Regions from separate parts of the Mus musculus genome. Here region 2 is linked to region 1. A link is a contact called in public HiChIP or PLAC-seq data. All regions are on one chromosome and are shown on one strand. The core of a region is the stretch at or near the end of the contact, and the rest is flanking DNA. Distances in the headings are between cores, read along the strand shown. Region 1 overlaps Map4k3 (mitogen-activated protein kinase kinase kinase kinase 3). Region 2 has its middle 51 kb from the start of Thumpd2.

Region 1 (6,367 bases), core at 904-3,403:
ATATCTTCTCTTAATCTCCTGTAAGACATCCCATTCCTCCTCACATTGCCCAATTCTGTAAGATGTGCCTGTATGATTTTCTATGCCTGTAAAGCCTGCCAAGTTACTAGTGCTGTATGTGCGTGCGCACACAGGAACTTAACTGCATGCCCGGCCAGCACTCTACAATTGAGCTACATGGCCGTGCTTTGCTTCCGGGTGTGATCCCTGGGAGCTCCTTTCTTATATTCTAAGTCTTCTTCTTTGACCTGCTTTGAATTATGTTTTAGTCTCTTTCCGTAAATGGTGTATGGGTGTAAGAGCTTTAGGACTTTGTATTTCTGGCTTCACATTTGACTGGGTTTAAAGCGCTAGGTTAGAATATTTGAGGCATTTGTCCGTGGGCTTCTGTGATGCCATGTGAAGCCATCATGATGTAATGTAGTGCACCCCTCCTCCCATGGTGACACCTCATATTTTCATATTCCGTGATGGTTCCTGGTGTTTCCATATCCTAGATATTGTGTTTGGTTTTGACCTTCATTCGTTCATGCTTGTCATTTGGTGTTTATTTCAGAGACGAACACCTTTCCCATTCTAGACGGTCCTCCTGGGAGGTATTTCTCTGGTGTTGACATGGTTGTCTCTCTGCTGCATTTCTTCCTGCTCTCTCTGGGATGTCTAAAGTCATGCCTCAGGCCACTTGAATCAACCCACAAGTTTTCTCTTTTTCTCCCACTTCATTTTTTTGGAAGTTTGTTTTTGTTTGTTTTTCTTTGAGGTTGGATTTCATTATGAAGATCTGGCTGTCCTGAAACTGACTGAAACCAGGCTGGCCTTGAACTCACAGAGATCTGCCTGCCTCAGCTTCCCAAGTATTGGGATAAAAGGCATGACCCACTCCAAACTAACTCTCCCACTTAAAGAAAATATGCTATGTTCAAGATTAAGGTGAATCTCTGCGAGTCCAAGGCTAGCCTGGTGGTCTGTCTACAGAGCAAATTGCAGGTCTGCCAGTGTTTCAGAGTTGAGAGAGACAAAAAAAAAAAACCCTCATGTTTCTGTGGGAATTTCTCAGCATTTTAGGTTCATACTTGCACGATGGAGGCTTCCATCGAAAGTTTAAAAATCATTGTATGTTAGTTCATACCAAAGAGCAAGATGCTATAAGCCAGTTCTAGAACTGGGGATGGTATATATCCCTACAGTCCCAGTTTGGGGGAGACTGAGGCAGGAGACTCATTGGAGCCTGAGAGGTTGAGGACAGCCTGGAGCGAATTGAGCCTGTCTCAGAATATGAAAGCAAAGCAGACTCACATCACAGTGTACGGTAAAGGCGAGGTATGGGCCTGGTGGTTAATGTTCCCAAAGTGGACAGGCAGTGTTCTGTTCACAGACCTGCACAATTCCTGAGTGATCCCGTCATATTCCTACTTGTGCTGTGCATACAAGGACTGATTTCTGGGGCTCAGACGGTGACAGCAGGAGTCTGGGATTAATTATTGACACTTCAATGCCTTTCCTATCCTCAGCCAGCCTCAACCTGATTTTGTTAGTTTGTAACTCTACAGCATGTGGGTGGAGTCTCTGAGGCTAATCAGCTGTGAGTTCTCATCGTCTGCCTCCTTGGATTCCCTCATCTTGCTGTGTGATTTCATACTCCCTTTTAGTCTCTGTATCTCTAGGTAAGGTGTGTCTCCTAGGACCTCAAAGGGTATGTGTGTATGTTTCTCCTTATTCTGCTTTTCACTTATGGTTTGCTCTTAGAGAAGGAAGAGCTAGGATTTGAAGACAATGCATTACTCTTTCCAAGTACTCTCTGTCCAGTGTGTCTTTAAGCATCTAGAAGAACACCCACGTCTCAGGAGTCTCACCTGATTCTGTGCACATGCCTGGCTACTGTTTGCGCATGAGGACTGATCTTTCCATTCGGCTGTAAAGTGGTGAATACCTTAGAGCTTGTGGAGCTGTGCTTAGGCGAGGTTGGGTAACAGTCCTTCTCTGTCTCTGTCTAGCACAATGCCTTTCCCACCTTTATCTAAGAATACAGAATCTCCCTTGCAAAGTGATTAAGAATTAGTCAGGAAAGCCTGCTGAGGCAGGAGAACTGAGAGTTAGTGGTAAGTGTGCCCTTGGACATCTCCTGTGTGGTGGTGGAGCTGGCCCTTACTCAGCAGCCTTTGGTGGAGGGCCAAGGCCTTCCCTCCCTTTGAGCTGGTCACACTTTCCAGTGTACAGTTCTGTGATGGATGAACATCAAGATAAAACAGACCGCCGCCATCGGGAACATTTTCTGTTCCCGCCCTCCCTCTGGGGACTCCTGTGGCTCTGCTGCCCCTTCCCCAGACGTCCTGGTCCTGCGTATGGGGTCCCAGCTTGTGGAGCTGTCACAGTTCTTTGTGACACTTGTGCTCTTGCCTTTGTTGAAGGCATTTGGTTGTCTTTATAAACTTGTCTTGAACAGTTTTCTAAAACTCACTTTCATTTTGGTCATAGCTTAGTCTTCTTACCTTTGTAATAAGGGTGTTCGTTGGATTCATTGTGTGTGTGTGTGTGTGTGTGTGTGTGTGTGTGTGTGTGTGTGTGTGTGCACGTGCCCGCGCAGTAGCCAGCACACCTGACACATGGCTCGTAGGTGAGCGGGCACAGGTGACTTAGTGGAAGGAGAAGCACCACCCGCACTTTGGCTGCTGTGACACTGGCTGGCAGGCTGTGCTGGGAGAGGGCTGTGCTCTCTGAGGTCAGGGGCTGAGTGCTGCCCGCCCTCTAGGCTCCCCTCTCCTGTAGCCATGGTCAAGCTGCCTGTAGTTAAGCCCCAGCACTCTTTACATTACTGTCCTTGCCATGATTTGAATTTCCAGGAGGGAGATTTTGAGATCAAATTGCTTTTAAGAGCAAGTGTTTTGAAAGTTGCCGGTTTTTTAGTTTTATTGTAACTGAGCCGACTCCCCTGCGGTCGTGCGTGTGTAAGGCGTCCACTCGATGCTCTTTGGAACTGGAAGAGTTCCATGTTTATCTCAGTTGTTTCCAAAACTGGTTTGGGATTTCAAAGTTTGTGTATTTGAAAACTGATCATTTAAACAAGTCATTAGACTTAAACAGTAGCAAAGTTAAAAGGAATTAAAACGTTATCAAATTTGTAATTTCTCTCTGAACAAAATATTTTTAAAAAGAGGCACGCGTTTTGATAACTTTTCCATTATTGTAATGTAAACTTTTTAATTAAAAGCATTCAAAAGCTTATAGTAAATATAAACTAAATGCAAAATGTGAAAATTCTTGGTGCCCCAAGAAATGGTGACTGAGAGCAGTGGCTAGGCTGCAGGGTAGAGCTATAGGCATCGGATGAAACAGTTACGACCATTGGTTACAAAGGTTCTCTCCTTTATGGAATTTTGGGGAAGTCTTCCAGATGAGAACAACTCTGGGTCAGACACTGTCATCCTGGTAACTTTTCATAAACTTTGTAGTGTAGCCAACTGATGAAGCCGTCACTGGGGAGGCTGAGGCGTCTTCCAGGAGACATCAAGAATTTGAGGAAAGTGGGTCTGTTAAATATGGTAGATCTATTTTCAGACATCAAAGGACTAAACAGAATTCAATGTAGCTGTTAGTGAGTCTGTGCCTCTGGTAAGGTGCGCACAGGAAAGCACACTAAACACGAGGTTTGTGTGTCCTGGCTTATTTCCTGCAGGATGGCCCCAGAAGTCGCGGCTGTTGAGAGGAAAGGCGGGTACAATCAACTGTGTGACCTCTGGGCGGTGGGCATCACTGCCATCGAGCTGGCGGAGCTCCAGCCACCCATGTTTGACCTTCACCCGATGAGGTCAGTGTGCCTACGGCAAGCCCACGCTGACTAAAGCTTATTTAGTGTGTGGTGGGTCGGCTTTACCCTTGCTGGGAGTCTATAGGAATGTGTTCCTTCCTGTCCTGAGAATGAATGGGAGGTGTTAACTCTGTGCAAAACGTTTTATGTGTTTTTCAGGGCATTGTTTCTAATGACAAAAAGCAATTTCCAGCCTCCTAAACTAAAAGATAAGTTGAAGTGGTAAGTAACTGTTTATTGACTTTCATAGCAATGTGAGCAAAACGGAAGTTAAAATGCAGGAGTTTAATTTCATCCTTTCTTAGGTCAAATAGTTTCCATCATTTTGTGAAGATGGCTCTTACCAAAAATCCAAAGAAAAGACCCAATGCAGAAAAGCTGTTACAGGTATTGTTTTACCCTGAAACATTCATTTTCTTTCACAAGGTCAGATGTTTAACCAATGTCTAAAGTGTTCTGTGTGTTTTCTAGCATCCCTTTGTCACACAGCCTCTGACACGGTCTTTGGCAATCGAGTTGCTGGACAAAGTGAATAATCCAGACCATTCCACATACCACGATTTTGATGATGATGACCCAGAGGTAGGAATTGTTTTCACTAACTAGTACACGTAACTCTGTGTGTGTGTGCGTGTGTGTGCGTGTGTGTGTGTGTGTGAGTGTGTGTGAGAATAAAAGAATCATCTTTTTGATCTAGCTTAAACAAACTATTATTTTGTGAGGGTGACCAATTCTTCGTCCTGGGAAGTCATATTGGTCACTTGATGACATTTGTGGAAGAAGGCAAAGGCAAGCTGATTTAATACATATAAAGTCACTAGTTAGTTCAGAGTGGCCATGTAGGCATTTAATACATATAAAGTCACTAGTCACTTCAGAGTGGCCATGTAGGCATTTAATACATATAAAGTCACTAGTTAGTTCAGAGTGGTCATGTAGGCATTTAATACATATAAAGTCACTAGTCACTTCAGAGTGGCCATGTAGGCATTTAATGCATATAAAGTCACTAGTCACTTCAGAGTGGCCATGTAGGCTGCTTAGTCATCAGATGAGAAGCAACGCATGCCCTAGCCTTCCTGAAAGAACCCGTGTACCAGACTTCATAAGATACTGGGAGTTGGCTAAGATAGAATTGATGTGTTAGCAACTAAAACCATGATTCTCTCCTGTGGAAATAAAAACAAGCCAGCATGTATGCAGATATAAAGTTACCCTGACATGACAGGAACACTGGTATTAGTGGAAACCCATCTCTGTCAGCTTAAGAAAGCTGTGTGCCTGATCCCAACTCAGTATATGTGGCACAGCCAAGTTCTCTTCCTGCCTTCAGTCTGACTGCAAGGAACTCACAATGGTGAGTTGTGACTTGAAAGGCCATGGAAGGAAAAGAATTCTCTAAACAGGTAGATGTCAGATTGTCCTCGGGGACAGCCTTTGTCAATTCACCCTTGTCCTAGGTCACCATGTTCATACACTAATAATAGGCTCTCTCTTCTTAATAAGTTTTGAAAGGGAGTTGGAAGTATGAAAGTTAAGTGTGAAGTATATTTGATCTAATACTTGGGAGAAAATTGGTTTCAGTTATTTTGTGTAATTTTAGGAAACTTGGCTTTATACATTTAATTAGTCCTACATATGCAGGGTAGAGAGGCTGTAGCCTCTAGGCCAGGGTTGGGTACATGCTTGTAATCCCAGCACTTGGGGCTTGGAGGTGCTGAAGAGGAAGACTGTAAGTTCAAGGACCCTAGACCATGTAAGCTGAAATCCCGCAGTCTTAATAATCATGGGAATACTTGAGTTTTCCATGAGATTTTAAATTTTTGTCAAAACATTAACTCTTAGTATCAATTATATATATATATATATATATATATATATATATATATATATATATATATATATGGAAATAGATAATATTATGTAGTATTTAAGAATAATAGGAAGTAAAGCTAGTATTTGTGTATTTTATTTTCATTTTGAAAAATAATGTAGACCACTCAGCATCCAGCAGTCTGCTGAGCAGTAGCTACCCAGTCTCACCTTGTCCTGTGACTTCATGACACAGAGCAACAATGCTTTGATGCCATAGTCCTTTCTGCGTCTCCTTTCTAGTCACAGTCATGTTGGGATCCTGTGGTTTATATAGCAGTTGGTGAGCTGAAAATTAGGGATGGGGTTGTTCTTTGTGCAGTTACAGCTAGCATACTGTAGGAACCAAAGTCTGAGCCACATTGTAAGGAGCTGGTATCATTAAGAGCACGGTCACTGGGAAGTCATGCATGCCAACCCTGCAGGGCAAGGACCATTGCTTACTGCAGTGCAGGGCATTTGTATTAATGTCCTAGCTCAGCCTACTTGTAACTCAGCATGTCTGTTTTGAACTGTGTCCAAAGGCACAGGCACTATGCAGGAGGAATATTCTAAGTGTACCATGCAGCAGCAAAGGTGGGGGGTGTGGCACTTCACTTCATGATATAGATGTTTTCTGCAGCCGTGCATAGACCTCTTTAATTGAGACAAGTCTCCACGTATGTTCCAGGCTGCCTTGATCTCCCAGGC
Region 2 (6,952 bases), core at 619-3,118, 370 kb before region 1:
TGAGACTTGTAACACAGTAAGGGGAAAAGGGGGTTCCATGAGAGACCCTTGGGCAATACTTTGCTGGAAAAAAACCATTTCTTCTGTTTATAGAGCCTCCATCAATCAACACACTCTGTGTGCACAGAGAACTACCTTATTCACAGTTGTGTATTTCCATACATTATGGGGCTTCTCACCAAGAAGCTCGGGGCTGCGGGGGAGGGTGACAAAATGACAGACACCCCATAGGACTCCTTGTTTGTATCCTGTCACCTGAAGCAGACATTATTTCTGCCAGTCCTTTCAAAAGCTCTACCAGCAGAGACCATTCCAGGGAGGCTGAGCGTCCGTCGGGGAACGCTGGCTTTATTGTCTTTTGCTTTTCCTCTTTAAGCCCTTCCTACCGTGCTTCCTCATCTTCTGGCGGAGGGGTGGGCGCTCGCATCCAAGCTTCTCCTGGTTTTCTTTTAGCTCAGCACTAGCCCCTATCTTATATACATGTCGTGTACGATAACGTTCTATCAATAAAGGAAGATGCCGTATCTTGAATAAAAGACTTTCAGATCCACCGGAGGTGCCTTTTCTTTCCTCAAAAAGGCCATTCATCAGCTGACGCTATAGCTCCAACGTTGGCAGAGGGCTGGCCCAGAGTGATGAATACCAGGCACGTGGTAAAGGGACAGGGGGTCCACTTCTACTATACTGAAACTTTTGGTGGGGGGAGGGGCAAAGTTCAAGACAGGGTTTCTCTGTGTAGCCCTGGCTGTCCTAAAACTTAATATGTAGACGAGGCTAGCCTTGAACTCACAGAGATCTGCCTGCCTTAGATTGCTGGGATCAAAGGCGTGTGAAATCCCCACCAGGCTACTACATTGAAACCTAAAAAGTCACTTGGAATGACATCGTCTAGCAAAAGGAAGCATGTAATTGCTACAAAGATAAATATAGAAGCAGAAGGAAGGTTTCATTGTGACACTTCATGCAAACATATCCTTGTACTTTGTCACATGCATTCCTCCCTCCCCATCTCTAATCTTCCCTCCCCTCCTTCACCCATCTCCACAGGAAGCAACACACACACACACACACACACACACACACATACACACACACACCACACCTTCCCTTGTGCTTTCAAGGCTTGGTCTGTTAAAAGTCATGTTGTTGTTCCCTCTAGAGAGCAATGTAGTCAAGCATGAGGATACCAGCCTGTGGCATGCTGCGTGTTCTATGAATCAATGACCAATAGATGGCGCTGCTTCTCCCATAGTCAGGATAAGGAGTCCAGAGCTGAAAGTGAGAAGACTCCACCATAGCACTCCTAACTACCCTACTGAAACATCTGTATCTCACCACTGGAGTGTCTGGTTGTCCTGGCTTTGTGGTCTGAAGACCTCTTATTCCAGGACTGTCACCCATCTCATGAAGAGTCAGGACATATTCCACAGAATCTCTTGATCTCATCCTCTCATAAAAAGATCCATTATATCACAGCAAATAACCGTCAGCATCCTCCCCACCCGGGCCACCGCAGCCTGGGGCCTGCTTTATCCGACAACTGTGATAAAGGAGCCTTTCCTATGGGAAAACACACAAGCTTCTCTGTGCCAGATATCTGAATTTAGTCTTCTGTACCTTTCCAGAAATTGTCTGGGAACCCAGTTTCTCTGTGTCTATGTATCTAGATCTACTGACCCTGGGGTCACATGATACATTACAGCCTCTTCCTAGGTAGGGATAAAAAGCAGAAAGTAAGCATCGGTTTTGTGGGAATCTGAGTTTAAATGAAGACAGCCCCTCTTTCTGGAGAAAGTGATTCCCTCCCTCAAGTTCCCAGATACTAATAATTCACTGCGAGCAGCCAGAGTCATTCGCAGAACAACCCTGTCCTTTACGTAACTGTTCTGAAAGAGGATTTCCTGCCAGGAGACACAACAATGAAGCTACTGGATAAGGAGATATCGATTGTTTTGGATTCATCATTCCTACGGATAAAGAAACACAAAGGACGTTAGCTGTGTGGGCTGGAATGCTTTTCAGTGCTCAGGGACAGGTATGTCTGTCTAGCATGCAAGTGTCAGCCTCCATTCCCACACGGCAAGATCAGAGCTGAGCCTAAGACTGCCTTGTGGGTGATTTATTTGGGGGTGGAAGCCCAGAAGGAGTGAATGGGGAAAGAGGGAAAGTTAATCCAGGATACACTGTCGAGCAGAAGCAACTGTGATGAGTTCTTCCACCCAACGGACAAGAGAAGAGGGTGCCTACCCACCAGCTCATACCGACCACTAGTCCGATAGCACATCCTTTCACTCCTTCCGCTGTTTTTAAGATTTAAACGTCACAGTCTAATCCACTATCCACAGGATGTAATATAGAGGGAAAATTGAAACTGCGCAGAAATAATGTTCTTGAAATGTGAGTGTCCATGACCCTTGTCATAGAACAGAGGGTGGGATGGGTTCTTGTGTGGAGGAAAAATAACTATGTTACATTATGTGGGAACAGTGGGTACTTGGAAAAATCTTAAGGATAAAGTAAGAATGGACGTCAATTCCAAAGAACACACTGAATTAGCAAATCATCATATTTTCAGGTTACCAGGGCATTTTCCAGCACTGGGGGGTACTTGCCACCCCCAAAGGCAGAATGCCAGTCTTTTCAACCTCTATTCTATAGAAGAAACTTACCAATACAGATGTGGATGTTTGTAGCCAACCATTAGACTGAGCACGGAGTCCCCAATGGGAGAATTAGGGGAAGGACTGAAGGAGCTGAAGGGGTTTGCAACCCATAGGAAGAACAATAATATCAACCAACCAGACCCCCCCCCCCCAGAGCTCCCAGGGACTAAACCAACAACCAAAGAATACTCATGGCTCCAGCTTCATATGTAGCAGAGGATGGCCTTATCTGGCAACAATGGGAGGAGAGGCCCTTGGTCCTGTGAAGGCTTGATGCCCCAGCGTAGAGGAATGCTAATGTGAGGCAGAAGGAGGCAATGGGTGGGGGATCACCCTCATAGAGGCAGGGAGGACGGAAGGATGGGATAGAGGGTTTGAAGAGGGGAAACCTGGAAGGGGAATAACATTTGAAATGTAAATAAATAAAATAACCAATAAAAAATTTAGAAAGAAAAAAAAGAGAAAATGCACACAGTTCTGAAGTTTTCTGAATCCCCCCACCCCCCAACTGATGGTGTAGGTGTAATAGTTTCTAAAGTTTTTTTCCCCCTTCACCAGCACATGGTTCAGGGTTATGCCCACATACACAAGAGCACCTACTGTCGCGCATACTAGATTCAGCTAGCTCTTATTGGAAGTAAACAAATAAATGCTTGTGGGTCTGAGAATGGAAAAGAGACACTCAAAAAGTCACACTGGAAACAGACAGCTGTCAGGGGAGACGTGGACTTTCAGTGTAACCCAAAGCCCATTAAGGATTCCAAATAAACTGCACTTCAAGAGCAACTGTTCTCGTCAATATTAGATAAATATGACTGTTCAGGGAGCTATGCATGGACAGCTTTGGACTAAATGTGTAAGATGCAGAGTCTTGACAGAGAGACCCTGCTAATTAAGACATATCAAGTGGGTGTTTTCATGTGTCCGTACATTTTGCTTTGTGAAAGTGTGTTGCTCTTTCAAATCTCTTATTCCTTCCTTCCTCCAGCCAGCCACGAGGCATTTATGGAGTACCAGCTTGGCATCAGACGCTGGGTAAAATGGCCTTTCCTGAGTCACTGCCATGATTGTTCAAAAGATAGCCAGACTGATGGCTGGTTTGTGATGAAGAGGAATATTCATAACCAAGGGAAAGGATTGGCTGAAGCCTGTCCATTAAACCTTGACACAGAGAGGATGAACAGAGTCCAGGCAAACACTGAGGAAGTGATAGGGTAACAACCAGAAAGACCCCTGCATTCCTGAAGAGCTCAACATTAGCTTTTGGTTAAAGCCCATACATTTATTATGTTAAGTGGAACAAAGCGAGCTGAAGTGTAATCTTGCCCTCCACCTGCCACAATGATTTAATATTGTCAGTCTCCATCAATTCACCTCTCGGTCACTCCCTTCTGCAGGATGAAGGATGGCATAAGTGAGAAGAGTCCCTCCCCCTGCCCCCACTTACCTTCTACACCCTCCTAGTTGTCCTTTCATGACTCCTGCTCTCCATCCCTCTCCATCCCTCTCCACCGTTTGAGATGGATTTTGCCTTGAAAGAGTTTGCCTATTCATCATGGGATAAGCCCAGTACCAGCTTGCGGGGAGTAAAACATGGACACAAGAACTTATTACTGAACCAAGAGGTCTTTGTTTTGCTGTAAGTCAGATTATATTACTTTTCTGCCCAACATCTTCCAATGACTGTATTTAACTAAGAATGAAGCCCAAAGTTCCTCCTGCTCTTGTTTCTCTCCAAACAGCCTTCTGTTTATTCTGCCTCTATTGGCCCCGGGTCCTCTGTCCTTACTTCTCCAGCTACCTGCCTTGCTTGGGCTCTCTCCTTAAGTGTCTCCTTTTAAGAGAAGCCATCTATAGCTTCTCTGTCCAAGAAGGGCAGCCTGCTATTGTTGAGTCTCCTGGCCACCTTGAGTTCACAACATACATCTCCACGACACAGGACAGGACCAACTATTGTCTGCCTTTATGCTGTCGCAGACTGGGATGAGGACAGCAGCTTTGTTTGCTCATTGTCTGCCATTTGCACTGAAGGCAGTCTCTGGCACACACTGTGCACTTAATATAGATTCGACGTGTGGCTGACCCCACGGGTTAAGGAGCATGCACACAGCACCGGTCTCTCGTTCTAGAACCGCATTCATCTTTGTTCTATAACGTGGAGGCAGCTTCTTTTGTACTCAGGCCCAGGGCCATTTTGCTGCTGTTGCCTTGCTCTTAAAGCAATCACAGAAATCTTGACTTCTGTGAGAAGTGGGCTTCTGAGCAACCGGAGAATGTAAGCTTGCGAAACAAAAGCTATGTATGAGACAGCATCTTCAGGGACCTCATCTCCGCAGTATGCCGCTCACACATTTCCTTCTTCCATTAGCACACAGCCTAGTGCTTTCTCCAATCTCCACTGACCCCCTACCCACCCGAGCGTGCCAAAGCAGACCTGGCCTCCAGGTCCTCCGGTATCCTTCTGTTACAGGGTACGGCTGGCATGCCCCACCCTCTACCTTGAACTCTGGGCCGCCCTTCCCCACAGAGGCTCTTCCCTACGTAATCCAGACATTTTGGTCACCTCCTCTCTTTTCCCTTCTTTTTGTACCTTTGGTCTCCTGGCTGTTGTACTTGGTTGTTCTCTCTCCCTTTCCCTCCCCCTCTCCCAACATGGCTCAGGGTCACGACCACTCTAGACTCTTCCAGATGTGTCTGTTTCTGGATCTGCTTTCCCACATATATCTAAGAAACTTCCTTCTCCGGCAGACCTAGGAGCGGTCACGTCCTTTCTTTCCTTTTTATTTCCTTTTGTAATACACCACCCACCGGCCAAATTACTTCTCCTGCTCAACTGCCAGTAATGTGAACAGAGCCAGAAAGGCCCAAGATTCTCAACCACGCCCCCCGCCCCCCACTTTGCTTTGAGCAAGTCCATGCATTCTAATGTCACCAAGGGGAAAAGATAATCTTCTCCCAAGGGAAACCCTCTCTTTTCCTTTGTGACACCGAGGTACATGGAGTCACGCAGCGGAGAAATCTTGGGGCAACACTGCTGGGGCAGGCCTGACGCCTTCTGTGACGCTCTTCCTGATGATGTAGGTAAATCGCACAATCACAAGCTGATTCAATGCATCGCTCCCAGTTTCCCTCTTAGCTGTCACATTCCCTCTGGCTCCCCAGGGTAACTCATCTGTGTCTTATCTGCTTTGCCTTGTTGTTGCATTTTTGGACAGGCTTGTGAGAAAAGACTGTTCCCCCATCCCCTCTGTGAGCCCCATATGGTCCTCCCTCTGGCTCTCCTTCATTCCTTCCACAGCTTCGCTCGAAAACCGTTCCCCACTACTAGGGACACTGTTTAAACCATTGCTTTATTTGGAGAATTCCTTATTTAGGAGCTGGCTCATCCTCCCGGTCGATACTGCATTCATCACTCCGTTATCTCCTCAGGTTACCTTTCACAGCTGGTTTAGTCTCAACTCCCAAGTCCGTTTTATCTGAGAACCATGTTGGCAGGACAGCGATTTACTGTAGCCACAGCAGAGGCTCATAAAGCAGGGCTGATGATGCTTCACTGATGTTTTGCAGAGACAGACACTTCCTCAGACATAGCTACCTCACAGCCCAGCTCACTCCTTTGTGGGCGTTTAGCTCTGGGTCTCTCTCTCTCTCTCTCTCTCTCTCTCTCTCTCTCTCTCTCTCTCTCTCCCTCTTCTACTGCTAACAAGACAACAGTCCCTGCCTCTGCTTACCTCCAAGGCTGCTTCAAGGTTTGATTCTTCGTGTTTGAGGAAGATTCTGTGATACAGGCCACCACCACCACCACCACCACCACCACCAAATCACCACACAGTGCACCAATCTCAGAAAGGAACAACATAAAATGGACTGCTCTCCTTAATATGTAATAAAAAACTACTGGGAGGTATCCTTGTACTGACAACATCAGATAGATCTATTTTATTACAAATGTAATTTAATATGTGATGTCTTGTTAAGTAGCTCACATTCAACATGAATAAAGAAAATAATGGTTTACCCTATCTTCACAGTGCTGGCTGGGGAGGGGGCGTGAGAGGCTCTTTAATGTGTGGCTATTGCCAACATTTCTGGAAAATACCCCAGCTTGTGGATGTCTCCTGAGAGGATCAACAGAGATGATTGACTTTCAAAGCCATGCAGCTAGACAGGCACGAAGAAGCAAGGACTGACTGCATTGCCTGAGCCTCTGAGAGGCCAGCCTGCCACTCACCACAAATCTCTGTAGCCTCCTTTTTTCAAATAATTGCTTTAATTTTTTTAAATTAATT

What was found. HiChIP or PLAC-seq counts read pairs in DNA pulled down with a chosen protein or histone mark.
Region 2: a contact with region 1 is called in an H3K27ac HiChIP or PLAC-seq map of extraembryonic endoderm stem cells, with 5 times the contacts expected there. The contact joins two enhancer-like sites. A contact is called at or near these places in 1 of 15 datasets of contacts at CTCF or cohesin (the NIH/3T3 cell line), 3 of 484 Hi-C or Micro-C datasets (bone marrow-derived macrophages, epidermal suprabasal cells and reprogramming fibroblasts), 2 of 115 datasets of contacts at active chromatin or transcription factors (embryonic stem cells and extraembryonic endoderm stem cells) and 1 of 9 other capture datasets (embryonic stem cells).

The regions. Positions count from the first base shown.
Region 1 is chr17:80,642,152-80,648,518 of GRCm38.p6, reverse strand. It overlaps Map4k3 (mitogen-activated protein kinase kinase kinase kinase 3), which reads left to right. Exons shown (of 34, transcript NM_001290345.1): 9 at 3,674-3,805; 10 at 3,965-4,027; 11 at 4,111-4,192; 12 at 4,277-4,387. Among named protein-coding and RNA genes, the nearest start is that of Cdkl4, 68 kb to the right of the region's middle. Within about 2 kb of position 2,153, at least 12 of the 459 cell types and tissues checked have an H3K27ac peak or open chromatin away from gene starts, as enhancers often do. A contact at or near this core is called in extraembryonic endoderm stem cells, where this site is marked.
Region 2 is chr17:81,010,272-81,017,223 of GRCm38.p6, reverse strand. No RefSeq gene overlaps it. Among named protein-coding and RNA genes, the nearest start is that of Thumpd2, 51 kb to the left of the region's middle. Within about 2 kb of position 1,868, at least 9 of the 459 cell types and tissues checked have an H3K27ac peak or open chromatin away from gene starts, as enhancers often do. A contact at or near this core is called in extraembryonic endoderm stem cells, where this site is marked.